2 separate regions of the Mus musculus genome follow, and region 2 is linked to region 1. Evidence: chromatin contacts called from public Hi-C data. All regions are on one chromosome and are shown on one strand. The core of a region is the stretch at or near the end of the contact, and the rest is flanking DNA. Distances in the headings are between cores, read along the strand shown. Region 1 has its middle 32 kb from the start of Gm31559. Region 2 has its middle 32 kb from the start of Gm39449.

Region 1 (3,500 bases), core at 339-2,838:
AGTTCAAGCTCAGCACTGCAGATCTGGCCGGTGAACAGTGAGACTCAAATGGTTGCAACGTCTGTAACATCCTTCCTGGTTTTCATCACGACATCTGTAAATCATGCTATATAATCCCAGGCTGGAACGTTGACTTTTAGTTCTACGCGTTGCCCCTTTCCTATATATTTAAACAGCTGTAAGTGTCAAACTTTTCGGGTAGTCCTTTCTCTAGCACAGGACTCTGGGCAAGCAGTAAGAAGTGCTATAAATCCTTGGGGTTTATATTTATTGGAAGCCTTTTAGGCTATTCCAGGAGACCCTGTGATTTCCTGTGGAGGACAGGTGGATTTTCTGTTTCTATACAAAACCAGAGGCGCCTCGTAATTACGTTGACACGGACCTGCAGCGCCACCTGTTGGCCGATGTCTTGACAATCACCACTCGGCACAAAATTATCAGGGGAATAAAATTTTTATTTCCAAAGAAGCAGCCAAAGTGGGAAGATGCTGGAAGGCCACAGTTAAATGTCTCTTTCTTGTACCGGAGAAAGAGACTCTTGCCTCTCTGAAATTTTTGGAGCTTCTTAATTCTAGTTGGGCAAGAAGCAACAGTTGTCTACTTAAATGATAGGGTGATCTTACCGGGGCTATTTAAACATTTAAAGTTTACATATTTCAATTTATAGCATTTTAGAAGTAGAGATGAAAGTAAGGATCCGTTTCTGTTGATTTTTAAGCAGTTGTTCTGATGCTGTCCTTGCTGGCTTTTCTGCTGTTGTCAAAAACACCGGGACCGGAAACAATCTGGGGATGAAATGGTTTATTTCATCTTCTGCTTTCAGTCTTTGTCTGTCACTGAGGGAAGTCAAGGCAGGAGCTAGAGGCAGGAACTGAAGCAGAGACCATGGAGGAGCGCTCCCTGGCAGGCCTCCCCTATGCTTAGCTATCTTTCTTATACAGGCCAGGTCTACCTGCCTAGGAGTCCTGTACCCACGCTCAGCTGGGACCGCTTGCATCAAGTACTAAGTGATTTTGTTGTTGTTGTTTTGTTTTGTTTTTGTTTTTGATTTTCGAGACAGAGTTTCTCTGTGTAGCTCTGGCTGTCCTGGAACTCACTTTGTAGACCAGGCTGACCTTGAACTCAGAAATCCGCCTGCCTCTGCCTCCCAAGTGCTGGGATTAAAGGCGTGTGCCACCACAAGTACTAAGTGATAAAAGGCGCTGTAGACAGACTCACGTGATGGAAGAAATTCCCCAGTCGAGATTCTCTCTTCCCAGACACATCTATGTCTAGCTTTATGTGGCGCTGTGTGACCTATGCTCACAAATGCTGTCAAAGACCACAGTTTTGCTGGCCCTTCCTCTCCTGTCACAGAAGTTTGTTCGTTTCTCCTCTGCTGAGCTTCTTGTTTCGGGTTTGGATTTTTTAGGTTTTGGTTTTGCTTTTTTGTTTCTAGGTTTTTGTTGTTGTTGTTGTTGCTTTTGTTGTTTTGCTTTTTGTTTGTTTTGTGTTTTGGTCATGTGGAAACATTCTCTTGAGAACTGTGATTCGGGAAGAGCTCTGACTCATGCCTGGGAGTCTCTAAAGAGGCAAATTGCTCACTTGGAAGAACAAGGAGCCAATGAGGACCTGCCTCTCAGGCCGCCTCTCGGCTGCTTCTCTACCCTGGCCTCATCCTTTACAAAGGGATATAAAGTTAATTCAGATGAGCTCTGAGAAGACAGTCAATGGCCGTTCTCCTCAGTGATGAGAGCGCAGGGGTCTGAGCGCCCATAAAGACCATAGACAGAAGTCAGGGAACGCGCAGGGATGGTTCCACTGATTAATGAGAGTCCCAAATTCAAAGACAGACATATGCTTCTCCTTTAAAAAATGATAAATGAACATTCAAGGCCACCTTGGATTATACAAACAATTAAACAAACTCCAAACTGCAAGAAGGAGTTGATACTGTGAGTGTACAGAGACTCTCCAGTCTGCCTCCCCATTCTATCTGTGCCTACCTAGAAGGTTCCTCAGGGATGTGTGGTCCTCCCTCCCTCCCTTCCCTCCCTCCCTGCCTCCTTCCCTCCATCCCTCCCTCCCTCCCTCTCCTTCAGCACAACCCCCCCCCTCACTTCCCCATTATCTCAGCACATTGCATTTGCAAGTGGCCCCTACTCACTTGCTTCCTTGAGAATCCAGTTTTGTATACGGCCACTGGCATTTTAGAAATACAGATCCTGTCATTTCTCTGCTTAAAGCCACCAAGAAGGAACAAAACTCAACCTTCTTAGCACAGCATATCAAACTTTCCAGTTTGGCTCAGATTTCCTGCCCAGGTTTCTCTTCTGGCTCTGGCTCCACCACTCCAGGGCTAGGCGCTCTCTGACACGCACTGGTTGTCTTTGAGCGCTCTGTCTATATTTAAAGTCTGTTTCTGCAGCTGGCTGTGTCCTCCACTCCCATCTCTGGGTAAATTCTCCTTGACCCTTCAAGGTGCATTCCCGCTATCTCTGCTCCTCAGGAGCCTTCCCCAGAGCTAGCCTACAGGATGTGATTGCCCCTTGTTATCGCCTGTACATATTATACCATGAAATTCATTGTGTTATACCACTGGCTGATGAATCTTCCTCAATAGATCATGGGCTCTCTAACGTAAAAATCTCTGATAGATCCTGCTAAGGGCTTTAATTATCATGCGTTGTTCTAGAATAGTCACTGAAAATTAAACAAGAAACTGTCACTGTGCTAAAGACTAGAGATGCAAAAATTAGCCACAAAATGATTCCCACGGTCCCGTCAATCAAGGTCTAAAATGCTTGCGAACAGAGATGTGTGCTGTGTGTTCTACAAAGGCTAAATCCCACTGCAGTGCAGCAACTTCGACTGGAGAGGAACAGAATCAGCAATGAAATGCTGTATGGAATATGTGATACTTTAGGTTTCTTTCCACGTAATTATTTTATTTTATTAACACATGGTCTCAAGTAGCCCAGGCAGGCCCTGGGCTCACTATATAACTGAGGGTGGCCTTGAACTCCTGATCCTCCTGCTTCCATCTTCCAAGGGCTGGGATTATAGAACTACGTTATCCCAATGACTCAACATCTTAGTGTTTACTTAAATATATAACAGCTGTATACGTCTTTACCATCTTAAATTATGGAGTGTTTTAAATTGTATTTATCTGGTGAGGAGACACGCATGTGGAGATCCGAAGGCAATTGCTGGTTGGTTGTTTCCTTCTTCTGGGTGAGCTCCAGGGATGGAATCCAGGCCCCCAGACTGCTCTGCAAGCTCCCTTACACGCTGAGCCTCGCAGGCTCCTTTTGTTGTGTTTCTGCACTTGACGACAGGGCCTGACACTTTGCATATGCTAGTATTCTGCAAGCATGGGATGGTAATGCAGTGTTTGCAGAATGAGCAAGTGTACGGACGGATGAGTGGATGAGCTCCTAAAATGATGGGCAGGTGGATCTACTCTCAGGGAATGCCCACAGTGCTTGCATGCGGAGCTTGGGCCTGGGAGAGGGGTG
Region 2 (3,500 bases), core at 620-3,119, 130 kb before region 1:
GCAGAGTGAGTCTGAGGACCTCTCTGCTCAGCTGGGCTTTTGTCTGCAGTTCAGTTTATGCATCTCCAATCCAGCTGCTTTTTAAAAGCAGCAGTTATCCGTGTATGTTTAAGCAAAGAATTGGTGGGATATATATGACAATGAATTGTGCTTCCCAAGCTTGAAGATGCATGTCAGTCACGAAAGGAGCATGAATGTGCACACCAGGCACCTAAGGTCGTGTAGAAAGGAGCATTGTGGTTATTTAAGACTGGATAAGAGCATGTGGGCCTGTGAGTCTGTCTCCAGTACTGCCAGCTTCAAGAGTCCACTTCTAGTTACAAGAATGCCAGGAGAGCTTTAAAAATAATTCTAATAAGTTTTATATAATTTTCCCTGTACACAAACGTGTTCAAATGAATATCAATGTATTCAAATGAAATAAGCTTATGTTCATGTATAAAACTTAAAATATTTTTATTCTTTGAAATTTTCATTCATATATGCCATGCATTTTTATCATGTCTCCCTCCAGCAGCCCACAGGATCCTCTTCCAACATGCCCTCTTTCCTTTTTTAAAGATTTGTTTATTTTCTGAATGGTTCATTTGCCCGCATGTATGCTTTCTGTCTGTAGAGGCCAGAAGAGGACATCTGATTCTTTGGAACTAGAGATACTGATGGTTGTGGGCTCCCATGTGTGTGCTGGGCAACAAACTTAGGTCCTCTGCAAAAGCAGCAAGTTCTCTTTTTGTTTTTAAATTAATAATCCATTGAGACCAGTTAGTAATTCCCACAAGCACATTGATATGGGGCCAACCGCTGGAGCATGGGAAACCTAGCAGGACAGAGGTCACACAGAGCTTCCAGTAACTCTTAGCTAGAATTAGCGGATACGTGTTTCTCATCCACATCCGGGCGGGAGTGCTGACTGGCTTGAGCCCATGTAGTTTGTTATGGTCTTCTCCTGTCTAGACAGAATTTTATAATGCTCTTTCCATCCTCCAACTCCTACATCCTTTACACTCTCCCTCCTTCACCTTTTTATCAGATCATAATGTGCTAGTCGTCAGTTTTCTGTGTCTACCTGACACCCTTTACAGTCATCAGAAAGGAAGGAGCCTCAGTTGAGAAAACGCCTCCATGAGAAACAGCTATAAGGCATTTTCTTCATTAGTGATCAATAGGGGAGGATCCAGTCCATTGTGGGTGGTGCCATCCCTGCACTGGTAGTCCTGGGTTCTATAAGGCAGGCCAAGCAAGCCAAGGGAAGCAAGACAGTAAGTAGCACCCTCCATGGCCTCTGCATCAGCTCCTGCCTCCAGGTTCCAGCCCAAGTTGAGTTCCTTTCCTGATTTCCTCCAATGATGGATTATGATCTGGAAGTGTAAGCCAAGGAAACCCCAACTTGCTTTGTGGTCGTGGTGTTTCATTGCAGTAGTAGAAACCAGTACTAAGGCACATAGAGATCTGTAATACATGAACTATCCCATTAAGACATATGAATGGGAAATTGTTAAAATTCTTGTATGTACACATACTATTTGACTTGTTCATTTGAGTTTACAGTTTTAAGTTTGCCTGGCTAAGGCTATTAGACACTGAATTTTTGTTACTGATTTCAGAATTAGACAAGTTGAACAGGCAGAGTTCATGCATGCCCACATATATGTGCACTTGAGTGTGTGTGTGCATGCACACACACACACACACACACACACACACACACACAGAGAGAGACAGAGACAAGGACATAGAGACAAAGAGAGACAGAGAGACAGAGACAGAAGCTAAACTTGTTCCCTCACAGTAGTATCCCCAAATGTGTGCGAAGAGATCACGCTGAGCTCTCTATCAGGGTCCTAGCCCTTTGTTAGCTGCCCAGCTCTGTGCCAGAAGGAAACCGCATCTGGGTGTAATTAGGGAGAGTCATGATTTACACATTAACGAGCAATGAAATGCAACCCACAGAGGGGAGAAGAGACTGAGGCCAGCTAATAAGTGTCTCTATTTATTAAAGCTAAATAATCAACCTACAAAACAGATCGCAGCCCTTTCCAAACAGGGCCAGGCAGTTACTTCTGTTATCAGCTCCACGGGGAATATGCAGGGGAGCGTAAAGAACTGAGCCATGGGAAGAAGAGAGCCCGCTGAAGACAACAGTAAAACATTTCTCTGATACATCCCGAATGCGGGGGAAGATAATGGTGAAGAAAAGGGAGATGCAAGAGCCATGGGAAAAGGGAGAAAAGTGAAATATGCCTTTTTAACTCAGCCTTCATGCGGGAAGATGATGGGGAAATTTAAATTTCAAAGCCATGCACAAAAACTTGGTGAACAACCTTGATGGAAAGTCCCTAGCAAAAGTACAGAGACTTTAATGCCCCAAATCAAAAGAAACAGGCCAGCAGCCCCTGGAAGAATTCATCCTCTCCTGGTGGCAACTTTGTCAAATGCCAGTTCTTCTGCTAGAAATGATGAAATAAATACCATTTCTGCCTTTGAGACGTTTCAGTGAAGAAGTAAACTACAAACACATGCGCACAGGCACATTAAGAAGAACCGGCCTTGGGAGGCTCCAGCTCTTGGAATCTCTGCTGACTTATGCTTGAATTCTAAACAATAGTCTGCAGTGTAAGGGTGCTGGGGATTTTAGTAGGAAGGTGCCTAGCTCCTAAATAGGTTCCCCTGGATTTTCTTTGCTGCTTATCTGAAGGAAAGCATGCAAAACAGGTTGAGATTGAAGCTCACACACATCAGCCTGAGTAACCACAAGGCTCTGTCTCCCTCTCTCCTTAGTCCCCAGCCTCCTTTGTTTTCTTCCTCTCTACTGGCTCTCTCCTTACTTTAAACATTATGGAGAACAATCGCAAAGACGAATAGAGTCCTTGTGTTTAGAGAGCTTATATGCAGGCAGATTTGTGCTCAGCTTCCTTGAAGATGATGGGAAAACACAGGAGCAACTCTCCTGCCTGTGGGCAAAGGGACAGATGGAAGCTAGGGAGAGCAGGACCAGTGAGAAACTAAGGCTTCGTAGGGTAACAACATTCAAGACAGGTGTGGGGCCTCAGTGAGGACCTGGTTCTCATTATCTTATCCCCACTTTTTGTCTAGGACAAGATAACGGATCTATAGTGCTGGAAAAGGCAGGAGGTGAATGAAGCATTCCAAGCAACATGGCTGTCAGCTGTGGTTGAACACTGTAGCAGGCTAAGGAGTTTCCAATATCTTTCATTTAGATGATTGTTTTAAAAGTGCTATAAATCATTGCATGCTCTCATGTAAGTCACTTCAATGGAGAATTGGGTCTCAAGACCCCAATACACAGACTGCATGTCACAGGCAGATCATTAAGAGCTTAGGTCTTGGAAGGATAGCTCTGTGGGTACATGTTTGTTATGCAAGCATGATGGCCTACCTTCAGACCCTAGCACCCATGTGAAAATCCAAGTGTAGCTTACATTACCAGCAACACCACCACTGGGGACAGAGGGGACACACAAAGATCACTGGGACTTGCT

Evidence for each region. Hi-C and Micro-C count contacts between places; a contact is called where the count stands out from the background.
Region 2: a contact with region 1 is called in a Hi-C map of uterus, with 13 times the contacts expected there. The contact joins two enhancer-like sites. A contact is called at or near these places in 1 of 39 promoter capture datasets (embryonic stem cells), 3 of 15 datasets of contacts at CTCF or cohesin (embryonic stem cells, hippocampal excitatory neurons and liver), 107 of 484 Hi-C or Micro-C datasets (the AtT-20 cell line, B cells, the C2C12 cell line and 57 more), 13 of 115 datasets of contacts at active chromatin or transcription factors (PVALB interneurons, astrocytes, bone marrow-derived dendritic cells and 3 more) and 2 of 9 other capture datasets (adipose tissue and embryonic stem cells).

The regions. Positions count from the first base shown.
Region 1 is chr9:116,423,334-116,426,833 of GRCm38.p6, reverse strand. No RefSeq gene overlaps it. Among named protein-coding and RNA genes, the nearest start is that of Gm31559, 32 kb to the right of the region's middle. Within about 2 kb of position 1,588, at least 7 of the 459 cell types and tissues checked have an H3K27ac peak or open chromatin away from gene starts, as enhancers often do. A contact at or near this core is called in uterus, where this site is marked.
Region 2 is chr9:116,555,305-116,558,804 of GRCm38.p6, reverse strand. No RefSeq gene overlaps it. Among named protein-coding and RNA genes, the nearest start is that of Gm39449, 32 kb to the right of the region's middle. Within about 2 kb of position 1,869, at least 22 of the 459 cell types and tissues checked have an H3K27ac peak or open chromatin away from gene starts, as enhancers often do. A contact at or near this core is called in uterus, where this site is marked.